Regions from separate parts of the Mus musculus genome. Here all the other regions are linked to region 1. A link is a contact called in public Hi-C data. All regions are on one chromosome and are shown on one strand. The core of a region is the stretch at or near the end of the contact, and the rest is flanking DNA. Distances in the headings are between cores, read along the strand shown.

The links. A called contact is a pair of places that touch in the nucleus more often than the background predicts.
Region 2: a Hi-C map of cerebral cortex shows a contact between it and region 1, with 6 times the contacts expected there. The contact joins two enhancer-like sites. A contact is called at or near these places in 5 of 484 Hi-C or Micro-C datasets (the G1E-ER4 cell line, cerebral cortex, cortical neurons and 1 more) and 2 of 115 datasets of contacts at active chromatin or transcription factors (astrocytes and neural progenitor cells).
Region 3: a contact with region 1 is called in a Hi-C map of cortical neurons, with 2.8 times the contacts expected there. The contact joins two enhancer-like sites. A contact is called at or near these places in 5 of 484 Hi-C or Micro-C datasets (cerebellar granule neurons, cerebral cortex, cortical neurons and 1 more) and 2 of 115 datasets of contacts at active chromatin or transcription factors (double positive thymocytes and neural progenitor cells).

The regions. Positions count from the first base shown.
Region 1 is chr2:3,813,892-3,819,033 of GRCm38.p6, forward strand. Gm36031 (a long non-coding RNA gene) reads left to right here. Exons shown (of 5, transcript XR_373951.3): 3 at 1-108; 4 at 1,543-1,737. Among named protein-coding and RNA genes, the nearest start is that of Gm36031, 8.6 kb to the left of the region's middle. Within about 2 kb of position 2,335, at least 44 of the 459 cell types and tissues checked have an H3K27ac peak or open chromatin away from gene starts, as enhancers often do. A contact at or near this core is called in cerebral cortex and cortical neurons, where this site is marked.
Region 2 is chr2:4,057,955-4,063,096 of GRCm38.p6, forward strand. It overlaps a transcript of Frmd4a not described here. Among named protein-coding and RNA genes, the nearest start is that of Gm52545, 29 kb to the left of the region's middle. Within about 2 kb of position 2,952, at least 16 of the 459 cell types and tissues checked have an H3K27ac peak or open chromatin away from gene starts, as enhancers often do. A contact at or near this core is called in cerebral cortex, where this site is marked.
Region 3 is chr2:3,955,576-3,960,717 of GRCm38.p6, forward strand. No RefSeq gene overlaps it. Among named protein-coding and RNA genes, the nearest start is that of Gm52545, 74 kb to the right of the region's middle. Within about 2 kb of position 3,011, at least 29 of the 459 cell types and tissues checked have an H3K27ac peak or open chromatin away from gene starts, as enhancers often do. A contact at or near this core is called in cortical neurons, where this site is marked.

The DNA.
Region 1 (5,142 bases), core at 1,085-3,584:
AATTCTCCAAAATCCAAGACAAGAACTCCTCCACAAATTGTGACTTCAAATCATTGTGAATGAGACCAGCGTGCATCAGCAGAACATCTGATGGCCAACTATCAGTAGGTAAAGGACTGCATTTGCTATGGTTCTTTCGGATCCCGTCCCTAGGGTCCTGACAAGAGGCCTTCAGATCTCCCCATGCATTTTCCAAGGACAGTGTTTTCAGCTCCCCCCCCCCCCCCCGTTCTCATCAGGGTCTCGTCAGGGTAAACACTAGGCTGGAGTCTGGTTGGAGGCAAACAGAGGATTCCCTCTCCCACTGAGCCCTGAGTCTTTATCTTCCTCTCCCCCCTTCCCCTCAAGCCCAAGAACTAGTATTCACCTCTGAAGATTAAACCCAAGAACACCCCTCTCTGTGAATCCTTGAACCGGATGCATCTGATCGGCCATTGTGGTTAAAACCTGAGCCTAGTCCTCTGGCTGCCCCCATCTTAAGGCATGATGGGTGTTGCTGGTTTACTTCCATGCATCAGTTATTTTGTGTTACTCTGATAAAATATCTGATGAAAGCAACTTAAGGAAGGGTGTGACAAAGGATATAGTCCTTCGTGGTGAGGTGGCACGAAGGTGACAATGACTTTAGCTGTAGTGGCAAGGGCTTCAGGCAGGTGGTTATATTGTGCCCATGGCCAGGAAGCAGAGGAGATGAATCTGTTGGTCTGTTTACTAGTTTTTTTCTTCTGTTCTTCCTTTTTATACAATCTAGGATGCATACCCATTTGATAATGATGCCCATATTCAACCCAAGTCTTGTTTACCAGTTGAATCTCTCTGGAAACCTTCACAGTCATACCTAGAGGTGTATCTCCTGGGTGATTCTAAATTTGATCTAATTGACAATGAATATTAATTATTTCATTTTCCAAACATAGGCGGTCTCATGGATTTGAACTATCTCTTGCTACTCTTGGTAGCTAGTATAATTTACAGTTATACTGGAATATAATGGGTCCATATGATGAAGGCGTTGCTCCCTGTGTGGCACTATGGGGTGGAAGTAGAACCTTTTAGGGGTGGGGGAAGGGCCTAATGGAAGCGATTTTGCTGTTTTTAAGGCGAGGTCTTGGTGTGCAGCTCAAGCCACTTAATACTTGCTAGGTAGCCCAGGCTGGTCTTGAACACACAGCAGGTCTCTGTTCTCTTTGAGTGCTGGGACTGCAGGTGTGCACCAGAAGCTGCCTCCAGTGGCGGTGCTCAGGCCTCTTCAAAGAGGACAGTAGATGGCACCTCAGCCCCTTCCCCTTTCTTCTGCCTTTGCACCATAAGTGGATAGCTCTGCCCTACCACACGCTCCCCGCCATGAGAGGACTAGATGCAACAGACCCTAGAGCAATAGTAACCAATGCAGACCCCCAAACCTAAATATATCTTTGTAAATGGAGCTTTTCTTTCCTCTTTGTAAGTAGATCATCTCAGATATTTATGCTAGTGGCAGAAAGCTAACAGTGACCTCTGAGCCACAATGATACCATCCCCTTCTGTGAATCCTTGGACCAGGTGCATCTGATTGGATCTGGTCACAGAAGATACTTTGCGAAGTATTCGGATGAATCAACAACCGAGAATCACCGCCAGGAAGGAGGAACTGCCACACCTTCCTTTGTTTATGTTTCCTAGCTGTGGCCTACACAAACCCACATTCAGCCTGACAGAGAGCGGGATCGGTGCTTTCCGGAACCTACTGAAAAACTGGTATTATGATTATATTTTCATGTTCCAGACTTATTGAAATGGCTTTTAGTCCCTATGCTAAGGTCAAAGGTTTAATGGATGCTTAAAAAATCTATTATTTTTATTTCCTACATTTGAGTATTTGCCTGCACATGTGTATGTGTACCACGTGTATCGCTGATGATGGCAGAGTCCAGAAGAGGGTGTTGGATCCCCTGCAGCTGGAGTCACAGATGGTTGTGAGCCTCCTGATGTGAGTGCTGAGAACTGAACCCAGGTCCTCTGGAAGAGCAGCAAGTGCTCTTAACTACTGAGCACCTTATAGGTGTCTAATAATACTTTTTAATCACGTGACATTTTGCTCAAGTCTTCTTTAAACTAGTATGTTGGCTTATATTTACCCATTCTCAATTTTCTTAGTTTTCCAGGAAGGGAGAAAAACCCACTTTTAACATTTTAAATTTAAATTTAAATTTAAATTTTAACATTTAAATGAATACTAGCCTTCAAAGAAACTCTAATAATCACAAGGTAAGAGGTAAATATGGGGGTGAACAGCAACAGCGAGCAGTAGACAAGTAACTCAACACTAGAGGTCCCTCTCTTCTTAAGATCTAAAGGCCTGCCCTGTCTGGGATCTTAGCCAGCTTCAGTGGCTTCTGACTGGGAACAGAAAGTGAGGAGCAAAGGAAATCTGAACCAGAGAATTCTTTGTGGCATTGCAAATTAGATCTCAGGCAGCAGAGGCCTGCATCACTGAGTTCTGGCTCGCCCACAAAGTATTTGCTCCCCAACTCTCAGCCCCAGCTTCATTTTGTTCTATTTCTATCTGCTTCTTAATTTAGCCATGTGACTGCATTCAAACCCTTTTATCTCGTCCCCATCTGGAAGGCAATCTGGGTTGGTCCTGAATTTTTATTCCTGTGGAATAGAAGAGAGTGACAGAGTCCCCACTGCTCCTCCGAGGGTCACTGCGATGCCGAGGTGAACTGAGGGATTTCACAGATCAGGTGGCAAGGGCTCATGGCAGACAGGAAGAAGCTGACATTATTCACACGCAGCTAGCAAGTCAGAGAAATGAGGGCTTAGATGAGGGCTGTTGTTTTCCAGCAAGGGCCAGTGTCTGGCAGGCAAAGAACTAAGGAGACAGTCTCGTGAGAAGGCCAGAGCTTGCTTTTAAAACCGGGAAGACAATGGCGACCAATACTGGGAAGGAAATGGAAAGATCACATAGGAAAGGAAAGCTCTCTTCTTCGTCTTAGTAGTGTCACCTCCGGTGAAGAAGGGGACACCGAGGGTGACAGTCTCTTTGGAGGTCTCCATGATGCTCATGTTTTTCTTTTTAATGTTGTGTGAAATTTTAGCTTCATTGTGAAGTCTAGACAGAGCCTGGTCCTTTCTCTGTGTCTGTCTCCCAGAGGCTTCTGTTTTCTTCTACAGACACACATACCTCAGCATCCTTTGTGGCCTGGTGGTGGAGCTGGAAGCAGCATTGGACACTCTGTAGTGACCAGAAGTAGTGTGTGTGTGTGTGGTATTTGTGTGGTGTGTGTGGTATGTGTTTGTGTGGTGTGTGTGTGTGTGGGGGTGTGGTGTGTATGCTTGTGTGGTGTGTGTATGTGTGTGTGGTGTGTGTATGTGTGTGTGGTGTGTGTGTGTGCTTGTGTGGTATGTGTGTGTGTGGTGTGTGTCTGCTTGTGTGTGGTACATGTGTGTGTATGTGTGCTTTATGTGGTGTGTGTGTGTGTGTGTGTGTGTGTGTGTGTGTGTGGTGTGTCTGTGCATGCAAGCACTTGTGCAAGGCTCATGGTGACTCTGGAAGGAGGTCCAGAAAATTTAGTCAAAACAACGTTACAGTCTAGAAATGGGATCATAAACTCTGGGGACTAGAGGATAAGTCCTTGGCCTTGGAAGCTCCTTTCTCCATTGTGCTAAGTTCAGCCTGAGAAAAACCAGTTCAGGGCTCATGGCCTATGTGCAAGAGCTATGCCTAGTGTTTCTTAGGTCTCAGTCCCCAGTCCCTTTGTTGTCTGTTACCATGTCTAGTGTTCCTTGGGTTCTAGTGTTTCCAAACCTAGGAATTTCCTGAGAATCTCCTGACTAAAATGGCTGTTCTCACACACAGCCAGATACGTCCTTAATGATTTCTACCAAATCCAGTGGCTTTGAATTTGGCATCCATTGCATTCTGCAAAGGCAATCTGAGCCCGAAAAACGCTTTGGCAGTGAGAGCCATCTGCCTGTGGAGAGGCTGGACCCAGTTTAGGAGAGGCAGAAAATTATGCAAATTATCAGTGCAATCTGACATTCACCATTTAACTGACTCAGTCCAGAGTTGATTGTATAAAGAAGGAAGGCTACATGTAGCTGGATGCCTGGGCTGGAAATCTTTGTGTACTGTGTTCAGGTACTTGTTATATGAGGTGGGCAGAGAACAACCTTGGATATCCATCTTGTTTTATGCATTAGGCTCTCAGGCTTGGAGCTCACCAAGTAGGCTAGACTTGGTTACCCAGTGAACCCCAGGTATCCTCCTGTCTCCTTTTTTCAACTGTTTATAATTAAACGTGCTACTACAGCTTTTTGTTTGCTTGTTTGTTTGTTTGTTAAACATCTGCTCTTGAATCCAACTTAGGCTCTTGGCTCTTGTACTTGTGTGCCAAGCCCTCTACTGACTGAGCTGTCTCGACAGCCCTTAAATGGGTTTTCCATCTACATGACTAACGGTGGTCATAGCTACCTTCCTTTTGCCGGGAGAGTACAGAGAAGTTGGAGAACACTGGTCCTCATGTTGGGAAAGCTCTACTTAAGTTTCTTGTCACCTGAGTGCTAGCAGTTGTGGAATAGTTTACAGATGGGGATACATTGTTACCCCAGAACTCCATTCCAGGTTTAGTAAAACAAAAACAAAAACAAAAACAAAAACAAAAACAAACAAACAAACAAACAAAACAAAACAAAACAAAAACAAAACAGCTGTCTGTGGCAGAGCCACAATAGGTTTCCCATGTGGTTTGGCATCTCTGGGCTCACCCACAGTAGTGAGATGTCCCAGGAAACACCTTTGATTCTATGCTTCCTTAACTTTCTCTATAAGGAAACACATCTCAGTTTCAAATGATTGAGCAGGGACACCTGCTCATTGCTGATGGCTTGAAGCTTTGGGAGACAGGATTCATGACCTGACAGCAGTATTCTTGTTAATTCAGGGACTGGCAGGGTGCAGCCTCAGGCCCCAGGGGAAATGGGATTTTCTGGTGGTCTCACACCTTGTTTTGTCTTGAACACATTCACTCTCCTATGAGATGAACAGACTCTAAAATGAAATCCAATTAACCTTTAGCAGTGAGCAAGCTGGGCACTGGCGAAGCACATTCGTTTTTTTCCCAATTCTTCAGTTGTCATGACACCAAGAGATGATAGTAC
Region 2 (5,142 bases), core at 1,702-4,201, 240 kb after region 1:
AGATCCCATTCAACCTCCAGCCAGAGCAACCACAGCTGTAGCTCCACTGAACCCATGGGATTTTGCTTCAGTTCAAAGGAAAAATAAAGGAAAGGCTAACCTTGTGTATTCTAAGAAATGATAATTAGAGATAGGCTTCTAGCAGTGTGGAGTGGGGTAGATGGCTTAGTTGGTGAAATAGTTACTAAACACAAGGACTTCAGTTTGATTTCCAAAACATCACATACACACACACATACACTCACACACACACACACACACACAAACACAAACACACACACACACAAATGCACATACTTAGACACACTCACACACACAAACACACGTACTCACACACATACATACACACATATTCAGACATACACATGTGCACATACACACACATACTCAGAAACACACACTCACACACTCACACACTCATACACACACACCCATACACACATATACACACATGCTCTGACACACACACTCATACACTACTCACACTCACACACTCACACACACACACACACACACACACGGTGGCAGGATGCACTTATAATACAAGGCCATCACTAGCAGACAAGTGGGTTCCTGGAGTTTGTTGGGTTTGCCTTGAAAGTTAAGTGTCTCCTATTGGCTTATGTGTTTGAAATGTTGGTCCTCAGCTGGTTGTGCTGTTTGGAGAGGCTACGGAACCTAGGAACCTAGCAGTAAGGCTTTGGTACGGTGGATCTTGAATGTCAAAGGCTTGATCCAGGTCTGGTTCCTGCCAAGTTCTCTGCTTTCTGATCACACACTCTCAGCCATCTTTTCTTCCCCACCATGATGGACTGTATCCCCCTTAAGCCTCAAGCCAGAACAAATCCTTCCTGTCTTAATTGTCTCTCTCTGTCAGGCATTTTGCCACATTAGTGAGAAACATAGCCAATACAATGGTCACCTGTTACATTCCCACAAAGGCAGGTTTAAGTGAAGGGCACTCCTTAGGTTTAGTTCCCAAGCGACCTAAGAATTAGAACCCAACATGGCCAATCCCTGCCTTTGAGAGGACTTGAAACTCAGAGCCCCGATGTTTTGCAAGTGCAGGATGCCAGAGAAAGAGTGCTAAACATTATAAGGAGCCCCACTTCTGGAAGCTGGGTCTCCAGGCCAGGTCAGCCGTTGCTAACTGTGGACCAGAGCAATTGAGGACAATTTAAAAAAGGAAAAAAGCAAGTCACAGTGTCTGACCTTCAGCTGCTGTACTCATAACTAAAGCACACTGGTGGTAGAGGGAGCTCAGGTCACTGGGAGAATGGAACCTTGAGGAGGCAGGCAGGGGATTCCTTAGCTCCCATATCTCTGGGTCTCGATAGACTTAGGGCCCCTGTCTAAGCAGGCAGTGAGCTTAAGAGGCTATGTGAGCATCTTCAGACTCTTGACACCAGAGAGAAAAGGCCAAGGGGCATATGAGGGAGAAGGTAAAGAAGGTGGGGGAAGGGCTTACCTCCTTGTCCTCATTTGCTGTGGGGTTTCTCCTCTCTGTCTCTTCTCTCTGTGTTTCTCTATTTCTGAGTGTATCTGTCTGTCTGTCTGTCTTCTCCTCCTCTCTCTCAGAAGCTGACTTCCTTGCATAAGGGTGTCTGGCTAAATATTCACCATGGTTATCTGGAAGAACATAAGCAACAGACTCCAAATGAGGAGATTTGTAACCTTGGCTCATGCAATTGGGAGTTAGCATTTCAATGCATGAACTGAGTTTGGAAAAGCACACACTCAGTCCAAGGCATTCTCCATCTCTCCCAGATAAGCAGCAATAGCTGTCTATAAGCTGGAGAGGTAGAGATGGGGATTTGAATTGTTCTAAAAAGCTGTATGCCTCAAACAAGGAATTACAATGATGCAGCCATAATCAAAAACAGAACATCTGGATGCTGTCTGGATCCATTGCTATGAGCCAGGATGAGCAGCTGGAATGCTCTGTATCCACACCATAGGCCACAGTGGCAGCAACAGTACCTGCATTTATGTGGCAAGGGTGGGGCTTGTGTGCACCAACTGGCTTTCTCCTTCCCCACCTGCATTTAACTCAGGTCTCCGACCCAGTGGGCCATGCTGCCCACAGTAAAGGCAGGCCACTGTGTTCTTAGCTCCTCTCTCACACACCATTCTTCTCTGCAGAAGCCTCCACAGACACACCCAGAAGAGTGTCTTACTAATTATAGACATCTCTCAGTTCTCACAAGTTGGCCATCAAGATTAAGGTCACAGGTGGCTGTAGCAAAGTGCGACAAATGGGACACCTTAAATAGTGTGGCTATTTCTCATCATTCTAGAAATTGTTATGTACAAAAGCAAATCATTGGATGTTCTGGTTGGTGCTCACTTCCTCACATGATGGAAGAGTCAGGGAAGCTCTCTGGTGACCTCTTTTTTAGGGTCATAATCCAAAGACCCCATATTCCAACACAATAGTCTTGGGAAATAAGATTTCAATATAGACTTGAGGGTTGGGCAAGGGGCACGTGAAGTCCAAAGCATCCTCCATCCCTTCCTGACAACCAGGATGGCTTCTCTTGACAATGTCACTTAGCTACATGCTTACTGAGCCCCGACATGGAGGTGCGAGCTTCAGGACAGAACATGACAACAGCTTCGTGCTGCTCACATCAGGAGGGTCAAGAATTAACACTTCAGAGAGGCAGGTGGTAGCCAGAAAGCAAGGCCCTCTGTAGTCTCTTTCTGGCCTTTTCCTTTGGTCTCAGGGATGAGTGTTTATGGCACTGAGGCCAGGCTTTTCCTGTATAATTTTATCCCTCTTTGAACTTTCCAGAGCAGGAACAGAAGCCAGAGGCAGAGGGCCAAAGGGGTGAAATTGTACTCTGAAAAGGGGGCACCGAGTTCCTGCATTGAAAGCCCTCACAACTAGGGCCTCCTCATTAAGAGATTCTAAAGAGAGCCCTCCCTCTCAATAGCTTTCCCAAGAAGCCACTGGAAAGCAAATACTGGGTGGCAGGGTTTGTGCCAAGTGGCTTTTGTGGAGGTCTCAGGGGAGGCTCCTTAAAGGAAGTGTCCAAAGTGAATCACGACTTGGACTGATTGTCAAACTGGTCACATTAGCTTCTCCCTTGTTTGTCTGTGGGTCTCCAGAACTCTCAGGGCCCTGGGATGTCCAGTAAGCTAAAGCTGATCTTCAAGAAACTCGGCAACTTTAGCTTGCACTTTAGAGCCTAGAGTCCTTACACACTAACCAAACATAATACTGTTCTTCATCAGGGGAAAAAATACCCCTATAAGTCCTGTGATTTGGCCAATGTCAGACACAACAGAGTCAAGATAAGAACTAGGTCTCTTCATCTCCTCTGTTCTTCTACAGTTTTAAAGACCAGGAATGGGGCTGGGGAGCTAGCGCAGTGATAGAGACTCCCAGAACCATAAAAATTATAACAATAATAATAACAAGAATGGCAATATAGTAAGACCAGAAGTGGACTCCTGATGGAAAAATTAATTGTACCCAAATTCATAGATATTTGCATTTACCCATTGGCTCATTGTATTGTGGTCTGCTCTGCATAGAATAAAGCCTGAACTTCAAAATAAACCAAAACTGTTTTAACAATGTCAACAGAAATGTAGCATGACCTTATTCTCTGCTCTTGGGAATACTTCGTTCACCCTTCCTTCACTCCCTTTGTTTGTACTGTCTGATGTATTTGCAGGGACTTATTCAAATGGTTGCTGTTATGTTATAGTTTCAGAGGCCCCCACAGGCCCTTGTGTTTGAACACTTGGTCTCCAGCCGGTGGTGGTATTTTGAGAAACTGTGAAACCCTTAGGAGGTAGGATTTAGATATAGGAAGTAGGTCACTAAGGGGGTAGAGTGGTAACAGGCTTGTCCCAGTATAGTCTAGCCCTAGTTCCAGCTCTGGCCCAAGCTTTCTAGTTTTTGGTCCACAGAGCCATACCTTCTTGTGAAAAGTCATGTTCACTGCATTGCTGTGATCTACCATCACAAACCCTGAGCCCAAATAACTCATCTCTCATTATGCCACCTTTTGTCATGCATTCAGTCACAGTGACAAGAAATGACTAATAGGACACCAATCACATGGCCGTTTATGGAAATCCACACAGTGTGTGAACAGTCAGGTTAAAAACCACAGTAGGAATGCTTTTAACTTGTCCAGCAGTGGTGATACACACCTTTAATCCCAGCTCTTGGGAGGCAGAGGCAGGTGGATCTCTGTGATGTGATTCATCCTGGTCTGCAGAAGAAGTTCTAAGATTGTCAATGTTATACAGAAAAGCCATTTCTCAAAAAATAAAACTAAGAACAAACATAAATAAAAGAGAGAGGAGAGAGAGACAGACAGAGAGAGAGAGAGAGAGAGAGAGAGAGAGAGCTTTTTACACCCCAATACATTTCTGTACCATGGAAATACTCCTCTAGCTATTTCAAGTGGATTGATACTATCAGTCTTGATTTGGAGGAACTGAGATGCCAGGCACTCAGGAGGAACTAGATGACCTTGTGGAGACAGGATGGAAGAGACTGGCATGAGCCAGGAGTTAGAGTTAGTACCCGAGTTTTGAAGGTTTGACTAGGACAGGAGGAAACTTAACCAAAGACCTCCTAGAGCAGACCTTCTAGAATGTTCTGAGACACTGAAAAAGAAGCAATGTTAATCTGAAAATTAAAATTCCACTTCTAAGTCCAGGAGCAGAGATAAGACCTGATTCGGGATTCACATGGAAACCCAAAATAGTTCTCCCAAGAGGGGCCTGGGAGAGGAAGTATCCAGTAGCCCCTAAGAACAGCACTGGTGTGCCTTGACCTGCCTGCCTGGCTGATCTGTAGAGGCTGTAGGTGCTACTTAGCATAGAGTTGAGCTGGACAGTATCCCGTTGACACAAATGTATTAATTCTTATGTTTATAAAGTGTGAGACTCTTTGGCCCTTCCTGTCTCCAAGTCCTCCTTGGTTGAGGTTTAAAACCTGTCTTTCCAACCATAGAAAAAGACGTTAGGGATCCCAGTTTCCAGTTTCCAGTTCCCTGGCCTGGTTCACTGAAATCACACCATGCTGGCAATGCAGCAGCCTTTCAAAGTACTGACCATGCCTTTCCTTCTCCCTTTTCCAAGCTTTTGAGTCTTCCACAGCCTCTCTGCTCCTCAGAG
Region 3 (5,142 bases), core at 1,761-4,260, 140 kb after region 1:
GGCTTCCCTGTAGCCCGACAGCCTAGAGACTGCATGGGGTAAGTGCAGCCAAAACTTCCTCGTCCTGTCTCCCTGAGCTGCTGAGCCCTGTGGAGTGACCAAGCCCTGAGGTGGAGTGAAAACCAATAACCAAACAACCCTACAGATCAGTGGTTCATAACCCTCCTAATGTGATAGCCCTTTCCTATAGCTCCTCATGCTGTGATGACACCCCAACCATAAAATTATTTTGTTGCTACTTTATAACTATAATTTTGCTAATGTTATGAATGCTAATGTAAATGTCTATTTTCCCATGGTCTTAGGCAGCCCCTGTGAGAGGGTCATTCAACTCTCAAAGGAGTTATGACCCATTGGTTGAGAACCATTGCTTTAGAAGGAAAATTATGCACCCTCCCCAATTAAAGGGAGTCCAAATCTCATTTACCTCTAGATGAAATTAAAATGAGATAGTAAAGGAGAGTGTGTTAGCTTCATTTGTTTTTAAAACTTATTTTTAATAAGGGTTTTTACATGCCTTAACCTCCCTTCTAGCCCAACCATCCACTAGAGGTAGCAGAAAAGAAAAGTTACTAGGATATGGGGGAAGTGGATCTGTTTAGAGCTAGTTCTTTGGAGCAAATCCAATTCACATTGACAGGCTATCAGCAGTTTAGTTCACAGGAATCAGCAAAAGCAGGTCGATCCAGAAGAAGGCCCAAAGCTCTGCTGTATGTTGTTTAGAAGTAGTTCCTTGTGGTGATTTCAATCTCCAATTGTCAGGCTATCAGCAGTCCAGTTCAGTAGTGCCAGGAGAACAAACATGAATCAGCAGCAGTAGCATGATCCAGCAGAAACAGCCAGGCCTCCACCTAATGAGCAAGAGTCAGCAGGAGTTACCAGGGCCAGCAGGGACACCAGAAGTTCTCTGGTGTGCCTCTTTCAGAAGAGATAAAGACATGAGACCAGCAAAGCAAAGCTAACCATGCAAGCCTGCTCTCACTGTCCATTGAGACCTATTTATACTCCCTCCAAACATCATGTGCCCTCCCACAGGTCTTGCCCCTCATAGGTCTTACCTCAGCAAAACACTCTGAGTCTGTCTTAGCAATGCTCCATGGGAGTCTGTATCAGCTGATAGATCCAGAACCTTCCACATCATTCTGCCAGATGGCCCAAGTCTGAGAAAGCAGCAAGAAGCCACCAGAACACCACCAGCATTTTGGTATGCTTCTCTCTATGGAGTCACGACAAATGATGATCAATAAACAATGGTAAGGCATACCAATACCATCCAGCATCATCCATCGTCTGTTGTGTTATATTTATATTACTTCTAAGCATCATGTGTCTTTTCATGATATGTGAAGCATGATATGCTTTAGCAAAGTATCATTTCTTTCACCTTTGTCTGCTTCAGCAAAACATTCTTTCACGTGGCTGCTTTAGCAAAATATCCTTTTACTTGTGTGCCCCAGCAAAACATCACTTGACTTAACTGACTTTCTAAAGAAACCAGAAGTTTCCCCTTTAAGAGTGGTCCCTCCTTCCACAATTCTAATATGAAGAAAAGACACAGACATTCCCATGGAAAGAATGTCAGGTAACAGTGCAACTAGAGATTGGTGTCCCATTGCTATCGGCCAAGGAGCACAAAGGCCTTTTGGACACCATCAGGAATTAGGAGAGATTCATGGAATGGTTTCCATTTCAAAGCCATCAGAGGGTACCATGGGGCCAACTCTTTAGTTTCAGATTTCTGAACTCTAACCTTCAAGTGAATTAGTTTCAACTGTCATAAGGTATATATTCGGTTATATGCTCAAGAGGAAAAAGCACAAGACACAGAGACTAGGACTATCCAAATGCCACTCAGCTCTCAGGCTCTACCCCATCTCTTCTTTTGCTTCTGCTCAGTATTACTTGGGATGACATCCAATCAGAACATGGGGTCTCAGGGCTCAGGCAAAATCCTCAGATAGAAGAAAGTCTTAAGTCTAATTTGCTTGGAGAGAGTTCATCTCCAAGGCTTTTACATTTCCTAATATGTGAATACTTCTTTTATTAAGAAAATGTGATAAGTATAAAAAAATATGCAGAAGTCTTTTTTGGCTCATTTTTCATCTGGCCACTTCTTTACCTTTCACTGCCAACACTGCTGTGATGAGGGAATGTGAGGGCTTCCCTTTCCCTCACACCAGACTCTTCACACATCTTAAAGATTCTCTCTCTCCCTCTCCCTCTCCCTCTCCCTCTCCCTCTCCCTCTCCCTCTCCCTCTCCCTCTCCCTCTCCCTCTCCCTCTCTCTCTCTCTCTCTCTCTCTCTCTCTCTCTCTGTGTGTGTGTGTGTGAGAGAGAGAGACAGACAGAGAGAGACAGAGAGATTGTGTCTTCTCTCTTCTCCTAAAAACTGGGGTGAAATGAGGATGGGTTGAGTAGTGTGTTAATTAGAATTCATATATATCGAACCATCTCACCTAGCTGGAGCAGAAGGATTTGATACAGTATGTAGATGTCTTACAAAGAAACCAGTGGACAGGTGTAACACACACACACACACACACACACACACACACACACACACACACCCTCAGCTCAGGTTTCACTGTGAGCAAGAAGAGAGCATGGGGCGGAGCCTGCCGCCCTTTCGTTCTGCCACTCCCACTGCTGCTGCCTGCCGCCCTGCTGTTCCGGAGCCAAACACGTGGTCACCTGCAACTTTACTCCAGGATGATTTGGCTGGAATGGGTCCCTTCCCCTGCTTCATAACCCAGTGTCGGGAACAGTAAAATTGAACCTTGATCAGAGTGGTTGTCTTGGTTCCATCTCTATCGCACCGCCTAGCCCCCTCTTCTCTTCCAGTATCCAAGATGCCTTTCCAGACTAGAACCCAGACATGTGAGCGGCTGGTGGGCCGCAACAGACAGGAATTGAGCAGCACCAGGGAATCCCTGGGAGTCACACTGCCTCTGCACAGTGTGGGTAGGTGGCTGCTTCTGCTGCAGAGATTTTGGAGGCAGGAAGCCTGGTTGTAGAGTCATCCTGTCTGTCGTGATTTGTGCCAGCAAGATGGAAGATTGCCACCCTCCCATCTCTCTTCATAATCATCCTATATTTATATCTGGCATGAATCGCTTGGACCCAAAATCACACCAAGGTCACAGATGCAGGAAAGCCTCAGAAATAATGTTGCTTTTGACATTTGAGCCTCTGCAACATAAAAAGACACATGAAGGGGCTAGGATGGATACACAGAAGTAGACTGCAGTGTCTGTCAGAGACCAGAAGCTGTTTCTTTGTTGCCATAGTCTTTTTCAGGAGGGTGGGCTCAGAAAGCGATCCCTAATTTGTATAACTTTGCCATGGTTGCTTCTTTAGGCGTACAGTACCAGTCTGCTTGCCTCTCTTCTCCTGATGTCTGGCAGTTCTGTGTTCTGAGATTTAACTCTTTGTGATGCTGTTTCTGCGGTGATTACGCTAACATTAGGGACTGAACACTCCAGAAAAATCAGAGGAGCCATTTCCCAGCCCATGGGTGGAACTACCAGACTACCTGTCTTGTCAATATGTTTGAGGTAGGAGACAATTCTCTAACCCTGCAAGCATCCTTCTGCCATGGCTTTGTTCTTGTAGCCCTGTTCCTGGGATGGGCTACAGTCCTGTCTAACAATAGCACATAGCACTCTGCCTGTACATTACCTCTCCATCCTCTCTATCCCATGATGCTGCTGACATTTGAAATAGGATCAACAACACATGCTGCTAATTGGCACTAGCACAGGATCACACATATGTAATGTGTGGTCTAGCCACCCTCTTCTACTGTGGCTCAAACCTTACAAGACAGCCCGGAAACAGCCAGTCTTTGGCAGCCAATGGGATAAAGATGTACTCTGGCAATGGTCCCACTTACACAGGAAAGAGGGTAAGGATGTGATGGTGCCCAAACCTGGCAGCCATCTTATGTCTTCTACTCAAGTGTGACAATGACAGGGGAGCAAGCTGGCCTGCATTTGTGTGACTCTGATGTTAGGGGAGGGTCTGGGGATTTTACAAATCCCTGTGACATTGGCCCCAGGCTCTGGTCAAGAAGAAACTGCTGCTGGTTAACTCTTCATGTTGCTTAAACTCATTGTAGCAGTGGCTCTGATATGTTGGATCTTAGGAGAAGGAACAATGGCTCAAGCATTATATGATGGCATGTGATGAGTCAAATAATTCTGATTTCCTTTCCTGCGTCCTCAACCTGAGTTTGTTTTTAAGAAGTATATCTATCAACAGTGTGACAGAAAACAGGTGGGATAGTGAAAGAGTTCATTAAAGGAACCTTATTTATTTTTAACATTTTAAGAAAGGTTTTACTCATGTCAAAGTATGTATGCGTGTGTTTGTGTGTTTATATGTGTGTATATGTTTGTGTGAGTATGTGTGTGTGAGAGTATGTTATGTGTGTATATGTTTATGTGAGTATGTGTGTGTGAGAGTATGTTATGTGTGTACATGTTTGTGTGAGTATGTGTGTGTGTGCATGTGTGTGAATATGCTATGTGTATATGCATGTTTGTATATGTGTTCTGTGTGTATGCTTGTGTATGTATTCGTGTTTATGTGTATATGTTTGTATGTGTATATCTGTGTATGTATGTGAGGGTGTTATGTGTGCGTTTGTGTGTATATGTCTGTGAATGTTTGTGTGTGTTTTACAATGGGGTTTTGTAGGACGAAAGAAAGGCCTACCTAATTTTACTCCCAAGCACAAGAACAAATAACATTGGAAGCCAAAAGGCAAGGCGAGGCTGTTGATGAGTCACTATGGAGAAGAAAGAAACAGCAAGCCTAGGGGATGTTATTTTAAGAGACCTACCCTCCTCAGAGAAGCTTCTTTTCGCAGTGTTAACACAGAGACAGCCACAAGCAGACAGAGAATATGCAGAGTGAGAGACTTTGGATCGCTGTCCTAAGCAGGAGAGCTTCATCCAACTCCTTTCCTCTGGGTACAGGGATCTCAGTGTAAGAGAAGGTGCAAAGATTCTGAGAACCAGAGGTGTGAGATGATTCCAGGGAGACAGTGTCTTCCAGACACAACAGGATGGATACACATATGAACTCACGGAGACTGTGGCAGCATACAGGGACCTGCGGAGGTTCAAACCAGACAAAATC